2 separate regions of the Mus musculus genome follow, and region 2 is linked to region 1. The links are chromatin contacts, called in public Hi-C maps. All regions are on one chromosome and are shown on one strand. The core of a region is the stretch at or near the end of the contact, and the rest is flanking DNA. Distances in the headings are between cores, read along the strand shown.

Region 1 (4,884 bases), core at 2,038-4,537:
TGGAACTCACACACATCCCTGTGCCTCACCTTCTGAGTACTGAGATTAAAGGCATGTGCTACCAAACTAGGTGTCCATCTGCTTTCGTAGGCTACCTGCACCCACTGGTCAGGTGTGGCATGGCCACAGTGGACTAGGTCCTCCCACATCAATCATTAATCTAGAAAATGCCCTACAGAGCTGCTTAGAGGTCCCTCGCTCTCAGAAAACTCTAGCTTGTGCCATGGTGACACACAAACAGACCAGGACCATCCGGCCCCTCTGCCTTATATTTCAAATAACAAACTGAATTGCAGAAAGAAGCAGGTCTCTCCAGATGACTCAGTGAGAGCCACAAAACCAGCCACCAGATCCAAGTGTCCTGACCCCTCAGCCCAGGGCTGCTCCCTTCCCATCATTGTCACCTGGGGAGAGGAAAGAGCAGTCCCTTTTACAGAGTCCCTGTTATGCAACAGGCCTGTGACACACAAGGCCTTTCTTATCTGGATAACCTCAAAGGCAATTGCCTCAAAGGCAAATGTTTTTGCCCACATTAACAAATCGGAGAAAACAGGTTCAGAGAAGCAAAGCACCTTGTTCTTGGCCACACAGCAAATTAAAGACTCAAGCCAATGTTTGTCCATGTCTCAAACCTGTGCCCTTCTCTCTTCTCAAACTGTATTGGGTTTGAGCCCCGGAGTTGGTAATTGTGAAGGCGCATGGAGAGAGGAAATCAGGGTCAAACTCCAGCACCAGGTTCCAGCTGTCAACTTACACCAATAACAGAAGTGACCTTGGAACAGCAGGCTGTACCTCCCACTGACAGCAGGTTTGGTTTTTTTTTTTTTTTTTTTTTTTTCCTAATGTACATTGACCCTCACCTGGCAATAAAGCCACGAAGAACAAACAACTGGTAGCCTGGTTCCTGGCTTGTTGACACCCAGTAGTTTCAGGTTAGGCACTCTTGGCTGAAACTTCAGCTCTGAAGGCTATTTAAGATATTGGGACTGGCACAAAGGCTCAGAAGGTAAAGCTCTGTGTCACCAAGCCTGACAACCCGAGTTCCACCCAGGACCCACGTGATGGAGGCAAAGAACCAACTCCTGAAAGTGGTCCTTTGACTTCTACATGGGCACAATGGCAAATGTCACCCCTCCTACACAAATAAACTCAGAGGAGGGGAAGAGAGAGAGAGAGGAAGGAGAGAGAGAGAGGGAGAGAGAGAGAGAGAGAGAGAGACTCTTCTAACATAGACAAGTTTCTTGGACTTCTGGTCTACCCAACTATGGCTAGAAATCATCTCTATCCATGTATTTCCAGCTGTACTCACTTGCCCTTGCTAACACATTCTTACTGCTTAGCAACAGAAGCAGTCCTCTGTGTTATTGGCCTTCTTACTCAAACCTAAGATAGCTCCATGATTTCCACTGGGGCACAAAGTCACTGTCTTCATAGCCCTAGAATTAATAAGCCACAGCCTTATTTATGCTGAAGGGATAATGACCATTTGACCTGTTTTGGGTCTGCTTACCTGGGCTGAGCCTGTGGTCCTGACATTCCTAAGAAATGTGTCCAAAGTGCCAAAGAGCAGCCAACATGAATCACCCGCTACATTCTAGGTTCTCTGTTCTGCTACACAGCCTGACATGAAATCTACATCTCTGCATTTCATTATGTTCCTGTCCTCTCAGATCTCAACCCTTTTAAAACTTGATCCAAGTGCAACATCTCGTATTTCTCCTTTAATTTCCTTGTTCTAAATAGTAGCAATTTGTGTGGGGCGTGGTGGCTCATACCTTCAATACCAGCACTTGGGAGGTCAGCACATAAGCATGAAAACTGTCACGAGTTTGAAGCCAGGCTGTGTTACATAATAAGTTCCAACAAACGTGAGACATCTGCAAGGCTGTTATCAGCTTATCGGCAATTCCTTCAAGTATGATCTCTTTCTATGCTTAAGGAAGTGCGTGTGCGTGTGCGTGTGCATGTGTGTGTGTGTGTGATTGTTGTTTTGGGTTTTTGAAACAAGGTTTCTTTTTTGTGTATCCCCGGTGTCCTAGTACTTGTTCTGTAGACCAGGCTGACCCGGAACTCAAAAAATCTGCGTGCCTCTGCCTCCTGAGTGCTGGACTTAAAGGCACAGGCCACCATTGCCTACTTAAGGCAGTTTTGTTTGTTTACATTTTGTTTCTGAGACCATTATAGCCAACATTAAAAGGTGCTGGTTAAAGAGCTTTGTGCTAGCTCATCCCTCTGTCAGCTGAGCTGCAACTCCAGACCTCCTTTGTGATTAAATCAGTGATGGCTGATATGAAGGAGCCTGTGGGACCCTGGCAATTTTAGGGTCCCCAGCAACAACTCAGAGGCTTACAAGGGCAGGACCTTTGTCCTGAAGCATGATTAGTTCAAGGTTCAGAGAAGGGAATTGTTGGGTACAGTCCACAGGGTGCTCTGGAGGACTTCCTGTCCGCTGCTTCAGAGGAGATTCAGAGCCCAGGGCCTGATCTCTGACAGTACCATCAGGCTGCCACAAGCCGTCTGGCCTGGCTTGGGTGGGTGTTTTCCTGAGACAGAGGCTAGGCCAGACACTTCAAATACCCTCTCAGCATCTCTGTCCCTCAGATGTGAATTACCAACTCTCTTGGCAGAGGGGGAAACTGAGGCTTCCTGGGGTAGAGAAGCTAAGCCTTGAAGATGGACTCTGGGCTTTTTTTTTTTTTTTTTTTTTTTTTTTGGTTTTTGGTTTTTGGTTTTGGGAAACAGGGTTTCTCTGTGTAGCCTGGCTGTCCTGGAACTCACTCTGTAGACCAGGCTAGCCTCAAACTCAGAAATTCGCCTGCCTCTGCCTCCCAAATGCTGGGATTAAAGGCATGTGCCACCATGCCCGGCTAGAATCCAGGCATAATTAACAAAGTCACCACAGGCTGGACACCGTGGTCTGCTCTGAGCTCCCTTAGGTGGCCTGAAGGAGAAACCTCCCAGGGCTGGATGCCTTTCTGGTTGTGAAGATGGGCCTTCAAAGCTTATGTGAAGTTTTTTAGCCAGGAGGATTCCAGGAAGGCTGACAGAGGAGAGTAAGCCATTGGACACCGGCCTGTGTGCTTCACACCCTCTGGACTTGAAGCAAAGTTCTGGCTCCTGTCTGGGCCCAGGGCGGGTTGTTTAGGAGCTGGGTCTGGCTGCAGATCAGAAAACAGGGCCCACCCTGCCCTAGAAGCTGGGCCTGCGGGTGAGTCCAAGCTAAACCACCACACAAGGGTCCATTGTGGTCTCTCCACCCGGCCCTGGGTTCTGCCAGCCCTTCCGGCTCCCGGAAAATGTTTTCCTTCTGGCAACTCCAGGGCAGCCTGCCCTTAGCCAAGATGCTGACTGGCCACACCTCTTGCCTTTCTCAATCAGCAGAGATTCTGGGGACTGGTAGCCCAGAGTGCTGGGGCTAGTCTGCGTGTCACACACAGGGTCCCTAAAGCTTGGGGAAATGAGCACACCAGGGCTAGATTCAGAATCAGAACCTTGTACTTCGTAGCCATGTTTTCCAACAAGGAGGGAGGTAAGAGGGTTTGTACCAGATAGGGGAGTAGCGTCTCCTCAGAAAGACTTAGGTGGCATTCTGAAAGAAATAACGATATTCATGCCATTTTCTGGGAAAGTTAGGTCCCCCAGGAAACAGCTGGGATAGCCTGCGGGTTACCCACTTCTTCTGGCATCCAGCCTTGAAATGCTGAAATGTAAAACCAGGCGCCGAGTTCTGGTAGGATGGTTCAGTGGATAACGCTACTTGCTGCAAAGCCAACCAACCTGAGTTTGCTCCTCAGGACCCGAAGGATGGAAGAAGAACCAACTCCTGAAAGTTGTCATTTGGCGGGTGGAGTGGGGTTGGGGAAGTGGGAGGTGGAGAGAGAGAGAGAGAGAGAGAGAGAGAGAATGAGAATAAACCAGGCATGGATGCGTTGCGTGGGATGATGTTTCATGGGGTGATGTTGCGAGGACAAGCAGGATTGGAATTTGAGGTTTCATCGCTGGCTGCCGGGACCAGAGGCTCCGGGTTCTGGGTTTCCTCGACTCTTTCACGGGCAGACAGCGCCACCTGGGGTCCAATCCATGGGACTTGAATCCCTCTGGAGATCCCACTCAGAACTCTCTGGGGATAGAAGGAATGAGCTGGGCACTGGGGATAAAAATGCTAAGATGGGTCACCAGCAGCTCTACTGGAGTCACCCACGGAAGTTCGGCCAGGGTTCCCGCTCTTGCCGCGTCTGCTCTAACCGCCACGGTCTGATCCGCAAATACGGGCTGAACTTGTGCCGCCAGTGCTTCCGGCAGTACGCGAATGACTAAGGACTAAGTTGGACTAAGCGACCTTGAATGGATTGTTCGACTGATTACCAAGCAGAACCAATCATGCTAGTCTTTGTGCACAAAGAATAAAAATGTGAAGAACTTAAAAAAAAAAAAAAAAGCTATTCCATGCAGGCAGGCCGGAGGCGCAATAGTAGAGGCCGCAGGCACAATAGTAGAGGACCACTCTACTGGATGAGAATCAGGGATGCTTTGATGGGGACCTGCAGGGTAGAGGTCACGGATTTGGAGTTAAACCTTTGTCTTGCAAGAGTGAATGGTACTCAGTTCAGGAACAGGCTGTGAAACCCATGGAGAGCTTGGTGCGTTGGCAAATGCTGGTAACAGCATTAGGCAAGTAGAGGAAGGAGGATAAGGAGGCCAAGTTTGTAACAAGCTATGTTGGAAGTTCGAGGTCAGCCTGAGCCGCGTGAGACTCCGTTGGTGACTCCGTGTGTGAGAACACTGGACAAGCATGAAGACCTAGGTTCAGATTCCATCACTAAGTTTTTTTGGTTTTGTTTTTAACATAGGTCTCTGTTGCTATGATGAAATACCACGACTTGG
Region 2 (4,966 bases), core at 1,759-4,258, 550 kb before region 1:
TTATCCTAAGAATGAACTAACTTGTCCTGAGAATGAACACTACTGTAAACCTTTAGGTGCTATCTTCTCTACCTGAGTTTTGAACGTTCCTTCTCTTCAGTGTACTGGCATGCTTAGGTCCTCAGAGGAAGTAGTTGACCTTGCCAAGCCCCCTCCTTCTTCCTCATATATTCCAATCAATTTTGAGGTCATCCAATAAGGGATCTCTTTTAAAGGTCTTAGTCAGCCATGTCTTTACTTAACTTTTGAATAACCTTTTGAAATCATGGCTCCATTTCCAAAGGACTGGTGCAGTCGCGCTGGCATCATTCCCACTGGTCCTTGCCAAATGGGAGAAAAACTCCAAGAGGCCTTGCCTCAAGGAGGTCACGTACAGAACATTCACGCTCCTCCCCCAGGAGAGACAACATGGCTCCTGCCACGTGCACAGAAAAATCCAGGCATGGGAGCAGTACAGGGGAGGCAAGTCAGGCTCTGAAGGATTCTCTGGCCAGCCAGTTTAGCTGAGTTGACGAGCCACGTGTTCAACAAGAGACTATTCCAGAAAATGAACAAGAAAACAGAGAATGACTGAGAAAAACACCTGACAGTGACCTCTGGTCTCCTCCTCATAAGCATGCATGGTCATACGTGCACACACACCCACACCCACACACATGCACACATACATGCACACATACACACACACACCATACACAAAACACAGTCACACTCACGTACATTCGTACTTACACAGTCACATTCACATCCACTCACACTCATACACACAGACACACACATAACACACACTCTCACACATATAACATGTACAAATACACACAAACTCACATCTATACACACACACACAGGCACTTACATACATACACACACACACATACACCATTCACCTACCACACAGTCATACTCACATACACTCTCACACATAACACACACTCATACACATATAACACGCACACATGGATTATATCAATTTTAGAATTATCTGGCAAAGAATAAAGAAGAATGAAATCATGTCATTTGCAGGAAAATGGATAGACCAAAAAATGAGGGAAAATACAAACAAATATGTTTGTTTTGTTTTGTGTTTTGAGACAAAATTCCTCTTTATAGCCCAGGCTGTCCTTGAGCTTACTATGTAGTCCATCCTGACCTTGAACCTTCCCTGATACTCTGTCCTCAGCTTCTCAAAGTGCTGGGATTATAGGTGAGCTACCATGATTAGATCTGTCTTCCCTTGAGTTTTCTAAATTATATCTGATAGTTACAGAAAAATTTGTAATACTGTCTGATCTGATCTTAAATGCATAATGTGGGGGTCCCTGCTAGAATTCCTGTTTGGGCTCCAAATAGGTTAGTCTGAAAAAAAGCTAGCTGTAGCACTTATTGCCTAGTCTCTGTGTTTATCCAGTCTCTGCATTGTTTGTCCAGTTTATGTATTGTCTAGTCTCTGTTGGATTAATCATTAGGGATAATGATTAATAGTTTTTAATAGTTGATTTGCATGCATATTTTGGAGAAACCAGTAACTGGGATAGTTTGCTTGGAAAAGATATCCTTGTCTCAGGTGATAAGTGCTTTCCCCTGGTCAGATCTAATTTTTCTGCTTTAGGAAAACACTCCTTCACATGTCTGCCTCAGAAAAATACCACCCAAAGATACCATAAGTTTCCACTTCATCAGTAGACTACAATGTTATGGATAGACATATACAGTCTCCAGAAAAAACATCAAAAAAGCTATACAAAGGTATGGATGGACCCAAAACATTGTAGACAGGACTGGGGTATATCTCAGTGGGTAGAGTGCTTGCCTAGCATTCGTGAAAACCCGGTCAGTCTTCAGCACCAAGCTAACTAACTAGGTGTGGCAACTGCATACCTGCAATCCTAAGACTCAGGTGACAGGAACAGAAGGATTAAGAGTTTGTCATCCTTGGATACATTGCAAGTTTGAGGCCTGGCTGGAAACCCTGGCCCTAGACCACTTAAAATAAAATAAAAATAAAATAAAGCACTGTAAATAAATAAAAATAAATATCTAGGGCTGGAGAGTTAGCTCAGAGGTTAAGAGCACTGACTGAGCCAGGTGTGGTGGCACACGCCTTTAATCCCAGCACTCAGGAGGCAGAGGCAGGTGGATTTCTGAGTTCGAGGCCAGCCTGGTCTACAAAGTGAGTTCCAGAACAGCCAGGGCTATACAGAGAAACCCTGTCTCGAAAAACAAAACAAACAAATAAACAAAAAACAACAAAACAACAAAAAACAAAACCAACAAAAAACAAACGAACAAAAAGCACTGACTGCTCATCCAGAGGGCTTGAGTTCAATTCCCAGCAACCACATGGTGGCTCACAACCATCTGTAATGGGGATCTGATGCCCTCTTCTGGTGTGTCAAAAGACAGTGACAGTAAACTCACATAAATGAAATAAATAAATCATAAAAAAAAGTACCTGCACGCCTCTAATCCCAGCACTTGGGAGGCAGAGGCAGGCGGATTTCTCAGTTTGAGGCCAGCCTGGTCTACAGAGTGAGTTCCAGTACAGCCAGGGCTACACAGAGAAACCTTGTCTTGAAAAATCAAAACCAAAACCAAAACCAAACCAAACCAAACAAAACGATCTAAAAAGCATTTCAAGCCATCATAGGAAGGTAAGAAAAAAGAAGAGGGATAGGGGACAGAAAAGAAGAAACAAAATGGTAGTTTTAAGCCCTAATATGTTAATAACTATGATATGAAAATGATCTAAGACTAGCAGCTAAGATACATATCAGGGTAGGTGATAAAATACAACCCAATTGTATATTCTCTACAAGAAATCCACTGAAAGAAAATTAAAATTCAAGGTCCATGACTCATGCAGCTTGCTAGTTAGGAGGGCTTTTTGGGCCTAAAGCAAAGAACAAAGGCTGTTGCTGTTAAGTCATTCCAGGAACTGGCTAGCCATAAAAGATAGGGAAGACTTACCAGGATGTCCGGACTGGCATGGCACCTCCCTATCTCCCGCCCTTCTGACATGGGTTAAATGTTAACCAGATGCTCTGCTCTTACCTCGATCTGCACGTACAGTTTGCTGATGTTTAAACTGTCCAATTGTGTGAAGCCGCTCCAATTCTTCCCCTATCCCCACTCTTTTCCTATATAAACCCCTAACTTTTGAGCCTCGTGGTCGACACCTCTGTCTCCTGCGTGAGATACGTGTCAGCCTGGAGCTCCGTCATGATTCCTTGGGTGCACGCTGTCTTGGGACTTGAGTGGGGTCTCCCCACTAGGGTCTTTCACCACTTCAAATATAATGCTTTAGGCAAGTTAAAAGTAAATGGATGGGAGAATTATATATATATGAGAATAACATTTAAAAAGTAACAGGGCTGGAGAGATGGCTAAGAGCATTGCAGAGGATCTGGGTTCAATTCCCAGCACCCGCTTAGTGACTCACAATCATCCATAAGACAGAACAACAGACTATGGGGTGCCCGTCTCCAAATAATGCATCTGCAACTCAACATACCTAATGTTCAAGGAACATCTCAGAAGGGGTAGGGGTGGAAAAGACCATAAGAGCCAGAGAAACAGGAAGTGTGTTGTAAATCTGTCTTCTACTTTTTACAGGTAAGCTACATCCACAAAAATCTCAGCAATATGCCTAACCAAGACCCAAACAATAACACCAGCTGATGTGCCTCAGCGGGTGGGGAAATCTTATAAGGATCTATCCCTAAATGAAGAGCTACAGGCAATTAAATACTGCTGAGAGACAGAGTACTAATCATCCCCAGGATGAGACCTCTAAATGGTTAGCCAATTCCAAGTGATCAGCTCTAAAGATGTATACATACAAATAATACTCAATGGATTCAGCTGAAAATCGTGTGTGTGTGTGTGTGTGTGTGTGTGTGTGTGTGTGAGAGAGAGAGAGAGAGAGAGAGAGAGAGAGAGAGAGAGAGAGAGAGAGAGAGATATTTTGGAGGACATGGGTTGTAGGAAGAAGGAAGGGGCAAATGATGCAATTTTATTACCTTAAATGTGAGGAAGAAAATAATGACCGACTAAGGAGAATGGCCAAGAGAAACCTAAGAAGGCCAGCTAGCTGTGATGGTGGTGCCAACTTGATAGACTCTAGAAGACAAGTCTCTCCATAGCTCTGAAGACCATCTTAACTGAGATAATTGTGTTGGGAAGACCTAGTCCCGAGCTGTGTGGCTCCATCCCTGGGCCTAGGTCCTGGACTGAACAAAAAGGAGAAAGCACACACATTCATCACTCTCTGCCTCCTGAGTATGGAGGAAATGTCATCAGCCAGCCTCTTGTTCCTGCCTCTGTGTTCCCTGTCTGCTGCCATGTCTTTCCCACAATGGTGGACTGTATCTGGGACCATAAACCAAAATAAACTCTTTCTCCTTAGAGTTGTTCTTGTTAAGGTTTTCTGTTTGTTTTGGTAATGTTTTTGTCTTGATCATGGCAACAACAGTGACTTAAAACAACCACTAAGTGTTCTGGGTTGTCCTGAATGAGTTCTGACACATAAAAAGATTACTAGGTAGAAATTAGGGAAATGCAAATAAAATGGATTTGACTCCACCATAATGTAACAATATGGATTCATTACTTTTAACAAATCTTAACAAGAAACTTATGTAGAGAATACATGGTTCCCTAGGCTCTGTTCTATGTTTCTGTAAATCAATAATTGCTCCAAAAATCAATCCTATGGGTTAAAAAAGGAATGTTATTCTGTGGACATTAAGAAAATGGTGAGCATTAGCTTCTGCACCATGGACCCTCCTGCTTCAGGCTCACACTGGAGCTGGGCCACTGACTCCCCTGGATTTCTATCCCTGGCTTATTCTGAAGATCTTGAGATCTTAGGACTTGCCCACTTCTATAAACAAGTGAATTTCCATCTGTCTGTCTATCTGTCTATCTATCTATCTATCTATCTATCTATCTATCTATCTATCTATCT

What was found. Hi-C and Micro-C count contacts between places; a contact is called where the count stands out from the background.
Region 2: a Hi-C map of liver shows a contact between it and region 1, with 4 times the contacts expected there. The contact joins two enhancer-like sites. A contact is called at or near these places in 8 of 484 Hi-C or Micro-C datasets (cerebellar granule neurons, cerebellum, cortical neurons and 2 more), 3 of 115 datasets of contacts at active chromatin or transcription factors (all in embryonic stem cells) and 1 of 9 other capture datasets (embryonic stem cells).

Annotation. Positions count from the first base shown.
Region 1 is chr7:101,060,759-101,065,642 of GRCm38.p6, reverse strand. It overlaps the pseudogene Gm5735. Among named protein-coding and RNA genes, the nearest start is that of Fchsd2, 46 kb to the left of the region's middle. Within about 2 kb of position 3,287, at least 81 of the 459 cell types and tissues checked have an H3K27ac peak or open chromatin away from gene starts, as enhancers often do. A contact at or near this core is called in liver, where this site is marked.
Region 2 is chr7:101,610,978-101,615,943 of GRCm38.p6, reverse strand. No RefSeq gene overlaps it. Among named protein-coding and RNA genes, the nearest start is that of Art2b, 32 kb to the right of the region's middle. Within about 2 kb of position 3,008, at least 11 of the 459 cell types and tissues checked have an H3K27ac peak or open chromatin away from gene starts, as enhancers often do. A contact at or near this core is called in liver, where this site is marked.